2 separate regions of the Rattus norvegicus genome follow, and region 1 is linked to region 2. The links are chromatin contacts, called in public Hi-C maps. All regions are on one chromosome and are shown on one strand. Each heading gives the region's core, a stretch centred on a gene start, on an enhancer-like site or on the middle of the called end of the contact. The rest is flanking DNA. Distances are from core to core; before and after follow the strand shown.

Evidence for each region. Hi-C and Micro-C count contacts between places; a contact is called where the count stands out from the background.
Region 1: a Hi-C map of psoas muscle shows a contact between it and region 2, with 1.7 times the contacts expected there. The contact joins the enhancer-like site here to the promoter of Etl4 in region 2. A contact is called at or near these places in 2 of 12 Hi-C or Micro-C datasets (hepatocytes and psoas muscle).

Annotation. Positions count from the first base shown.
Region 1 is chr17:87,998,041-88,003,042 of GRCr8, forward strand. The region is part of intron 2 of Etl4 (enhancer trap locus 4); the gene reads left to right. It also overlaps the pseudogene LOC134482760. Among named protein-coding and RNA genes, the nearest start is that of Etl4, 81 kb to the left of the region's middle. Within about 2 kb of position 3,006, at least 1 of the 93 cell types and tissues checked has an H3K27ac peak or open chromatin away from gene starts, as enhancers often do.
Region 2 is chr17:87,917,374-87,922,172 of GRCr8, forward strand. It overlaps Etl4 (enhancer trap locus 4), which reads left to right and starts at 2,433. Exons shown (of 21, transcript NM_001427790.1): 1 at 2,433-2,743. The coding sequence starts at 2,674.

The DNA of each region.
Region 1 (5,002 bases), core at 1,756-4,255, 81 kb after region 2:
TCTACCCATCTGGTACCCTGGTTTCTGGTCCCTTAAGTTTTCCTGAAGATATGCATGGCTCTAATCTAAAGAAACCCTCCTCACTTACGCAGAAGAACAGTTGATTTCATATAACTGTTTCAGGGTAGAGAGAAGGGTAGAGAGGAAGTAGGCTTGGCTACACTCCACCTACAGTTAAATGCTTCCTCATACCATTTTAAAAGCCTGTTGCAAGAGTGGGAGGGAGACCTGGGAGGAGTTAGGATGAAAAGTGAGAGGTTAATATGACCAGAATATATTATATAAAATTATCAAAGAATTAATAAAAGTATTATGTGTTTTTAAAAGCCTGACAAAATTTATCTGGGTTATTTATGACACACTTTAGATTTACCACAGAATTACATTTATAGACAATGTGGGGACTCCAGAAATGGGGAGCCCATTGTACCCCTGTTTGCATTAGGAAAACCTACTAAGGTACAGCTGAGGTAGACAGTGTTGAGAGTTCTGAACACTGGATGTTGTTAGTAGCCCAAGGGACGGAAGGAGGAAAGGGACTTCATAAATGTTGCGTTTTCTTTTCTGTAAACTGGTGTTTTGGAGTTTTTCATCTCACTTATTTCAAAGTTAGATTCTCTTCTCTGGAACTGTACCCCTGGAGTGACCCAAACCAAGCATGCTACCACGATTTGGAATAAAGGTTGATACACTAATACCATCTCTTCTAAGAATGCAGGGTCACCATTTGAATCGCTCTACTCATTGACAGCAAACTAAGCTCTTAAGTGCACAGGGTTGCTGAGACGCTCAGGGGTTAACCTCACTGGGACCTGAGTTTAATCCCTGTGGTACTCCATGTGATGTATGCACTTGCATGCACAATACACGTGTCAATAATACATAAAATCTCAAGTGTCTGGACAAAAAACCAAATGTGTCTTTCAGTTATTTTCTCTATTGCTTAGATGAGCCTTCCAAGAGGATTACAACTGTTCGTTTATAAAAGCTTTCTCGGTCATTTAAAGACGTTCTCACAGCCTTGTCAGGGCAGGAGGGTGTGGTTGGTGCCTTATTCCCTAGAGTCCAGCAGAGGGGATGTAGTGTGGATGTTTCCACTTTGCCTATCCTAGTTACATACATGTTCGTCTCCATTCCAGGCCTTCCTTTCTGCGGACTGTCACAATGGCCTCTTTATTGACTCAGAGGCCTCTCTTCTCTCTTCTGAGCCTGTCCCTCCTACTGCTCTGAGAATGGTTCTGGATCTGAGTTCTAAACATCCTGACTTGAGTATTGGCGTGCTTCTTCAATGGTCCTTATGCCAGTGACTCCCACCATTTTCTCCTCACCTCTGCCATCATCCATTTATATGAGGCATCTCTCTCTTCACTTGCGCAGCCACTCTTGAACTTTGTCCCCGTTTCGTCCCCGATCCCTATCCAGGCACATGTTCCCTGTCTTGCTCTATGGCTAGCTCTCTGGGTTCACTATGATGTCAGTCTCAAGGCCACCTTTGTCACTGTATCTTCCCAGAGAGCTAACTATTCTCCTGGCTTAACAGTACTTCTTGGGTCTCAAAAAACGCTTTCCCTCCTGCATTATTCTATATTTTATTGTGTATTAATTATATTTTACAGCGAAACCAGGGCCCTGCATATATTTGGTAAGCTCTCCTCCATGGATCCACAATCTCTTCCGTTTGGTTTGAAAGGAAGGCATTGCCTTATGAACCGTAAAGTTCTATGAAATTGGGGTTCAACCTTCATTGTTTTGCTCCCTAAAGTTTTTGGTTATTCAAGACATTGTCTGCTGACAGCGTGTCCTGGAGCTTCATAAAGGAGGGAGATGCCCTTCCCCATTTGAAGGGTCCCTGTTTTCGTCTGCTGACATAAATGATAACAGGTTATTAACAAGCAAAACACAAGGTAATGTGCCCATGAGCACGAAAGTCTTTCAAAAACCCGTAACTCAATATCCTCTTCGCAGGGAAGTGAGGAATGGAGATGAGTTGTGAGTGGTTTCAAGAGTTAATAAAGGATATTTTTAGGATGTTGGGTGAGCCTCCAAAGACTAGATAGACAGTAGTGTGTGAATGAGCCCAAATTAAGTTGGCCAGAAAAACAATGAAAAGTCTGCCTGGGCGTGGTGGGTGGCCTTTGTTTCTGGCTGTGAAGTGAATCCTGACTATTGGAAGACATGTTATGGAAGGGAGTGAAGGCCATTGTGTTCATTTTGGAGGAGCCTCAACTATGGGAACTTCATCGAGAGAGAGATCCCTGCAGGGGTTGGAAGCAGAAGGTCAGAAAAATCTCTGGTTCTGAGGTTGACTCAAAAGACTGTCTTTTGTTCAAAGTACTCAGCATGCTAAAGTTTGGGGGCTCTGAGCCCCAAGATTAGAAATGTATGCTCCCAGTCTCCATATTAGAATAGCTGAGCCCAGATTCAACCTGAACAAAGCTCTTAGGTGATTATGGTTCATAGGAATCGAAAGTTTATGTGCACATAGCACAGAACCCCCTCCTGTGCGCCGTGAAACCGCAATGTCTCCTGGGTAACTAACGAATGAGTTACATCGAGATTGTTCTCTGAGTTAGAACAGTAGTTCATAATCAGTCATACTCACTCTTTGCAGTTTTAGAAAACTGTAGCCCCTTCTTTGACTTTAGTATCCCAGATTTGTTAATTTCACGTCACCTCCCAGCCTCCATTGTCATTTTCATGCAAGTATTTTTGACATGAACAAGAATAGAGAGAAAGAGAGTTAATTGTTCCCAGTTATAGATTATGAGCGTAACCCCCGACTGTCTCCTCTAAGAGTAAACACAACGCGTGCCTCATTGGATCATCTTCCAATATTGGGACTAAGTGGCAAGGAAGACGCAAAGGTTAGGGGGATGTTCTCTGTCACAGCGTCAAAAGCTGAGAATTCCAGCTCACACATCTTGGCTAATAACCACAGAAGGAGTTGACACTGCAGCATGCTTGGATTCTCAAAACAGGAGAGAATTTGACAGCGAAGTCTTCCTAGCTGTCTGGGAGCGAAACAGGAGCCGGAGAAACATGAAATGTGAGGCAAGTGCCTGCCTCAGCCTGGATGATGCTAGAGGAAAAGTGCCAGCCACTGTGCTGCATTGTGGGAATTCATGGGGTCCCTTTGCTTATAAGAGTAATGGGGACAGTGACATTTTGTGTGCACAGGCCAGGGACACAAAGGGTCTCACAGTATGAAGATCTGAACTGTCCGTGTGAGGCCAGGATTTCAGAATGTTTGGCCAGGCATTTTGGAGATTCTAATATTAATACTATTATATAGATGTATGTATTTGTGTGCATAGAGTTTGTATGTGTATACATATATATGTATATACAAACACACACTAGTGGAAAGCTAAAAGAAGAAGCTTATTTATGCATTTATATTGTGACAAGAGACAAAGAAAGGTAGTGTACCTTCAATATGTTTTTATGTAAACAAAACCATGCTAAATATTGCTGAAGTTCCCAAGGACACAGCTGGCACAGAGTGTTTTCCGGTGTGGTTTTTTTTTTTTTTTTTAGAACTTTATATATTCACTTTTATTTTAAGATAAAAACATCTCTGCTTACACCAGTGTGCACGTAGGACGATGTCATATGAAAATGTTTGCTTTTTTTTTTTTTTTAATCTGTTTGTTCTGAGATAGGGTCTTACTATGGAGTTGTGGCTGGTATGGAATTTAAGTATATAGCTCAGACTGGCCTCAAACTTAAGAGCCCCCAGGTTCTGTCTGAAGTGCTAAGACATTGGTGTACACCACAAAACTAGCCTGTCTTCTTATATCTTGTGTTGTGCTGCTAAACCTGAGAAATTACACACGAAATGTATCTTAGTGTGCATAATTTCTGTCTTTTGTTTTTCCTTTATGTGTGTATGTGCTTGGAGGCAGGGCGTCATTAGCTACAAATGCGGACAGAGCTAAGGATGACCTTAAACTCCTGATCCTGCAGAGCACTTCTGAATGCTAGGATTACAGCTGTGTGCTGCTATTACATACCTGTGTTTTTATTTATATAACAGGTTATAATGATTTTTTAAATTTTAAGTGTGAAGGTTTTTTTTTTTTTTAATTAACTATGTCTCAGGGAATAGGGAGGCATTGGGGTTGAAGGTTTGAGAGTGCTCTGCCTAGACAGCCTCATTAGTCCTTGTCAAAAGCTACTGGGTAAAGACTTCAGCTTAATGAATGTAAGAATTAGGAAGAATCATCTTCCAGGGGTCAGGAAGCTGAGGGGGGAGCTCGGTGTTGGTGATTGTAGAGAGAAGTCATGGTAGGATGCAGTACGCTGTTTTGGGGCTCGACACACTATTGTCGGACACTCCTCTTGCCACTTTCTACCGTGTGGCCTTCATAGCTGCCCTGATTCTTGCCTCTGCTGTCCTGTCAAAGTGAGAATGGATATTACAGATAGTGTCGTTAGAGCACATGTCACAGAGATGCAGAGATTGCTAAAAATCATGACGTATATAATCCTCTGTTGTGTAGCTCTTTGGAAATGGAAAATAAAGACTCTATTTCATTGGCTATCACCGTCATTGGCAGAGCCATGATTTCTTAGGGCTGGGTCTTGGATGCAGGTTCTCAGATTCGGGTACTTATTTTTATTTTTCAAGTTTACTTGTTTGTGGCTGTGGGGACATGGAGGGAGAGAAAGAAGTGTGCTGTTGTCATGGGCATGTTCTTGCCACAGTGTACATGTGGAGGCTAGAAGAAAACTTTTAGAAGTTGATTATCTCTTTCCACCATGCTGGGGAATCAACCTCAGGTCAATACTTTTGTGGCAAGCGCCTGTACCACTGAGCCATCTTGTTGACCCATATCCAAGTACTTTTTTTTTTTTTTTTTGGTGGTGCTGGGAATCAAACCCAGAGTGTTAAGCATAGTAGCTAGCATCCTCCCACGGTGCTGCACTCAGTCCCCATGTTGATAGGTTTATGATGACATTCACAGGCAGCTGTAGATGGGATTCCTCTTATAAACAATTT
Region 2 (4,799 bases), core at 1,183-3,682:
CCAGTGACAGACAAGAGCTGCTCAGATGGGGCTGGCTGTTTCCACAGGGCAACAGTCCTGGTAGTCTCAAAGCCCTTAGCCTCCTGTCTCAGCTTACTGCTCATCCCAGTGGCATTGATAACTTGAAAAGTTATCTATGACTTGAGGGGGTTGGAGAGATGCGTTAGCAGCTAAAAGCACTTGCTATACAATCGTGAGGACTGGGGGTTTGTATCTCATCCTGCACATACCAAGTTGGGCCCCCTGTGCTTGCCGGTAAGCCCAGGTTTGAGGAGAACAGTAACAAGGAGGTCTGCTGACTAGCAGCCTAGCCAAAAACCTAGGTTAGGAAGAGACCCGACTCAATGGGAATAAGGTGGAAAGTAGTGAAGGAAAACATTGAGCGTCCTCTTCTGACCTCCGGGCATGTGAGACATGCACAGTCACATATCCAAGCACATAAATACACACAGAAAGACAGCAAGAACAATCCAGCCAGAAGCCTGAATGCAGCAGACTCTTACTTTGTTAAGGTTTTGTGGGTTTTTTCATTGTTGTTGTTGTTGTTGTTTGTTTGTTTGTTGTTTTGTTTTGTTTGTGGTGCTTCCATTCAAACCGGCTTTTGAACCTGCTGGGCAAATGTTCTACCACTGAGCTACACCCCTACTCCCTGTGCTTTCAAAACCTGGTTATCACTCAGTTGCTCAAGAGGGCTTTGAGCTCACTCTGTAGCAAATGGAAGCCTTGAATTTACCATCTTGCTGCCTCAGTTGCTGGGGAGTATAAGCCTGTACCACCAAGTGGGTCCCCCTCTGTGAATTCTTGGACCTAAATAAATACCAGGAGTGAGGGGGTAGCTGTACTTCATGACTTCCTTGACTAAGGTCATCGGCTGTGACTGCAAGGTCATGGAAACTTCTAGTTATTTGCCGTGTAAACCTGCTCCTTGGAGCTGGAGAGATGACTCAACAGGTAAGAGTACTTGTTGCTCTTTCAGGGGACCCAGGTCTCACTCCCAACACCCACGTGATGTCTCACAACCATCTAACACCAGTTAGAGAGGACCAACACCCTCTTCGGGCTTTGTGGGCACTGCACCAATGTGGTGCATATACCTATGTGTACACAAAACACCCATACACATAAAATAAAAATAAATCCTTCAATACAAAATAAACCCACTGTTTGTATTCCCCCTGCCAGGATACTGCTTGAGTTTTCTACAGGACCTCCACATTGTCTAGGATTTCCAGAAAAATCCTATTAGAAAATGAGGGGCTCGTCCCCCAATATGGGTGCTGTTCATACCTTAACTTGTGGCACACTTTTTGTCTTTTAGAGACTTCCGCATTTTTTATGTTCAAAATGGCCAAACTATGTCCCTAACTGCTGCCAAGACACACAGGTGACTCAAGGTCATAATCTGGTCCAGAGGCCAGCCATTGTCCTGCACACATTCCTGTTCTAATCAATGTCCAGTCCTGCTGGAATGGGCAGCAAATTGGGTCAAGGTATGGCAGGCAAGATGACCATTGTCCTCTCCCTCTGAGATGATTTGGGGCTGTAGATTAAAATGTCACCGTTAGCTATTGGATTCTCTTCAGATCTCTAAAAGAGCCGGGGCAAATGCTGCGTGGATTCTTTTCCCATCCTTTTTTGTGTGTGGACATGGTGCCTCCTATTTTCACTTTCTGGGAACTTTGCCAGATTTCCAAGGACTGGGTAGTGGACAAAATAAATATTTGTAGGTTTGTTTAAAAGGAGAACAAGTCCGTCGGATGTAATTCTGCCCATCCAAAGAAAAACATTTTAATTGCCTCTCAGATGTTTTAAAGTAATTAACTTGAGAGACTCAGAAGGTTGATTTAGTAGGTGGCTTTCAGGTTTGTGATCAAGAGGAGTGTTTGTGTGTATGGATGGTGTGTGTGTGTATGTGTGTGTGTGTGTATGTGTGTGTATGTGTGTGTGTGTGTGTGTGTGTGTGTGTGTGTGTGTGTGTTGGGAGCACAAGAAGTCCAAGAAAGTGAAGGTGAATAAAGAAAACAAGGGTTTAAAATTCAGAGGTTAAAGTCCAGGTAAGAAAGCGATTGAAGTTGACTAGAGAAGATTACAATACTTCTTTAGAGATGCTAATTAGTCCCCTACAGAGTTCGTGTGTAAAGTGTTTATTTCGCAACATTTAGTATATACTTTCCTTTAAAAAAAAAAACTTTTAAAGAGATTTCCCATAACTTTTCGGGATTCAGTAGTTCTCTCCTTATTACTTAGTCAATCTGGGGGGCCTGTTGGGCTCCTGGGTTTCAGGAGGGTTGGGCCTGGCTTGCAACTGCAGTTCCTGCGTCCCTAAGCTGCGAGTCCCGGGAAACCCAGCAGGCTGCGTCCTGGGTCAGCAGAGCCGTCACCTGTTGGGCGGCAGAGGCGGGGACAGCCGCCGCCTCCAAGGCACAGCCCCTAGTCCGGGCGACAGCAGGCGGGTGGCGGACGCTCGGAGACCCGGGCGGAGGGAGGCCGGGCGCTGGAATGCGGTCTTCCCGGGCGAGGGAGACTTTGCACCGGAGTGGAGACTAGTTGGGGTGGGGTTTCGCCGGTCCCCTCCGCCCCACCCCCGGGCCCCCTTCCAAGCGCTTTCTGCGAGCTTTCCGAACTGCGCTCTGAAGTTTCCAGAGGGAGAAGCCTGGCCGGCCGGCAGGGACAATGGAAGAAAGCGAAGGCCAGAAATGTGAGCCGAACCTGCCTCCCTCTGCAGACAGCAGACAGATGCCCCGTAAGTAACAGTCCTCAAAGCTGGAGTTACACGCACGCTGCTTAGAGCTGGAGAGCCGGCGCCTGGCGCCAGGAAAAGTCTATTTCTTGGTGTGTGTGTGTGTGTGTGTGTGTGTGTGTGTGTGTGTGTGTGTGTGTGTGTGTGTGTGTGTGTGTGTGTGTTGGGCGAGGGGGTGGGGTGTACTTTCAAACTGAGCCCAGAGCTGTGGTTTTCTTGGCTCTACTTTATCTCTTGTGAGATCTTCCTAAAGTCGGTGAAGAGGTGGTGTATGGTGTCAAACTGGTCGAACAGTGAGCAAGCACTTGGTGCGGGAATCTCTAAGCAATGACAAATGAATCGCCCAGCAGCGATTTGATAATTTCCCGGTGCTTCGGAAGGCTCGGAAAGACAATTTTGCACCTACCTCCGGGGCGCAGCGGTTCCATTCATTGGTTAGGAGTTTCCATGGGGGCAGTTTCTTGCGGGCTGCAAAGTTTTGCAGTGCTTTGGAGTTAAATTGGAGTTTAAGGATGTTTTTATTTTGCAGATCCGAACGGCTGGGGAGTACTTGGGCATCTAGATGATAGATAGAACTCTAGGGCTTTCTGCTTAAATGCAAAAGTTGGGAGTTCTTAAAACAGTTTTTCTGTATTTTCTCCAGGCAGTTTCTTTTCTACATTGTGTTTATAATAGACTTGGCTTTTCCGTTGGGAATTTCCAGAACCTTATATAGTTCCAAATAAATCTTGCCGGGAGGGTGGGTGGCTGCAGACTGTGATGCCAGCGCCCCTCAGCCCCTCTCATTGCAGGCTGTCCGGGCACCTACCGCACAATCTCGAACCGCCGCGCCCTACCCGTCCAGGTTCATGGAAGGGCCAGTTAGTAACACAAAGATGTGCAGGACTGTGCACAGCAGCGCGTGGGAGTGGGGATTGTGCACAAGGGAAAAGGTGTGTGTTTTTTAAAATGAAAAAGGAAGTAGCACATGACTCATCCACACTGAAAATGCAAAGCCAAGCCAGACAGAAGAAAATACAATTAGGAGAGAAAAATCCCCCAGCGAACTGAAAAGGAAGCCTGCCTCCTAAATGTTCAATGAACTCCTGAGCCCTGAGAGGGCAGTCCACTTGTCTGAGCACAGTTTGAGGGCTGGTGGCCTCCAGCCTGGGAAAGGCCCCCGACTTGCTCTCTTTTGATAGGACGGTTCCTACAGCAGGAATCCAACCTCTGGGCCTGTCCTGAAAGAAACTACTCAGATTCTAGAGGAGACATTTAGTTTGGGACCAGAAACAACCGGAGTAAGCCATTGATGTTTCCCAGGTTGGGGTGGTCAGATGTTTGGCTCCCTTCACTTACTCATCTGCTCCACGAATATTGAGCTTGTGTTATACAGCAGTCACCATTCCAACCGCTGGGGATCCAGCGAGGCAAAGCAGACTGAAAAATACTCCCCTTCATTGATTGATGTTGAAGGCCAAGTTTGGGTGGGGCAGGGATAGGAAAACAATGAAGACATAAGCAAAATAGAGAGCGCATTGGATGTCTGGGGTGCTGGATTTAGTCAAGAAAAATACAAAGTTAACTTTGAGTTTCAGATAAACAATGAGTTATTTTTTAAAGCATATGTATTTCTTATATATTAATAGCGTGGGATATGCTAAAAAATGTTTTATTTCCCACAGCTTCAAATTTTACCGGAGATCCTGTGCTTTCTGTGGTGATTCTATTAGCTAAAAATAAGGCTAGAGGGGAAAATAAGGCAGGAACGAGGGAGTGGCGGTGAAACCACCAGGATTTCTCAGAGATGGGCAGAGATGAGAATAAACCAAAAGTATAGGCGGAGAGGGGAGAGCAGGAACTTGGGGGGAAGATGGATGAGGAACAGGTTGAGAGGTCAGCCCAGGCCAGATTATGGAGGCCTTGTGGAACTGTGGGAAGGTCTTTAGCTTCTACTTCACAGGAGGTGAGGCTGCCGCTAGCAAATTGGACTTGCCTTTTCTTTAATTAAATTAATTTAAATTAATTAATTTGGAACCCAAACGTAGAGTCTTGAGTCTGTTAGGCAAGAACTCTACTG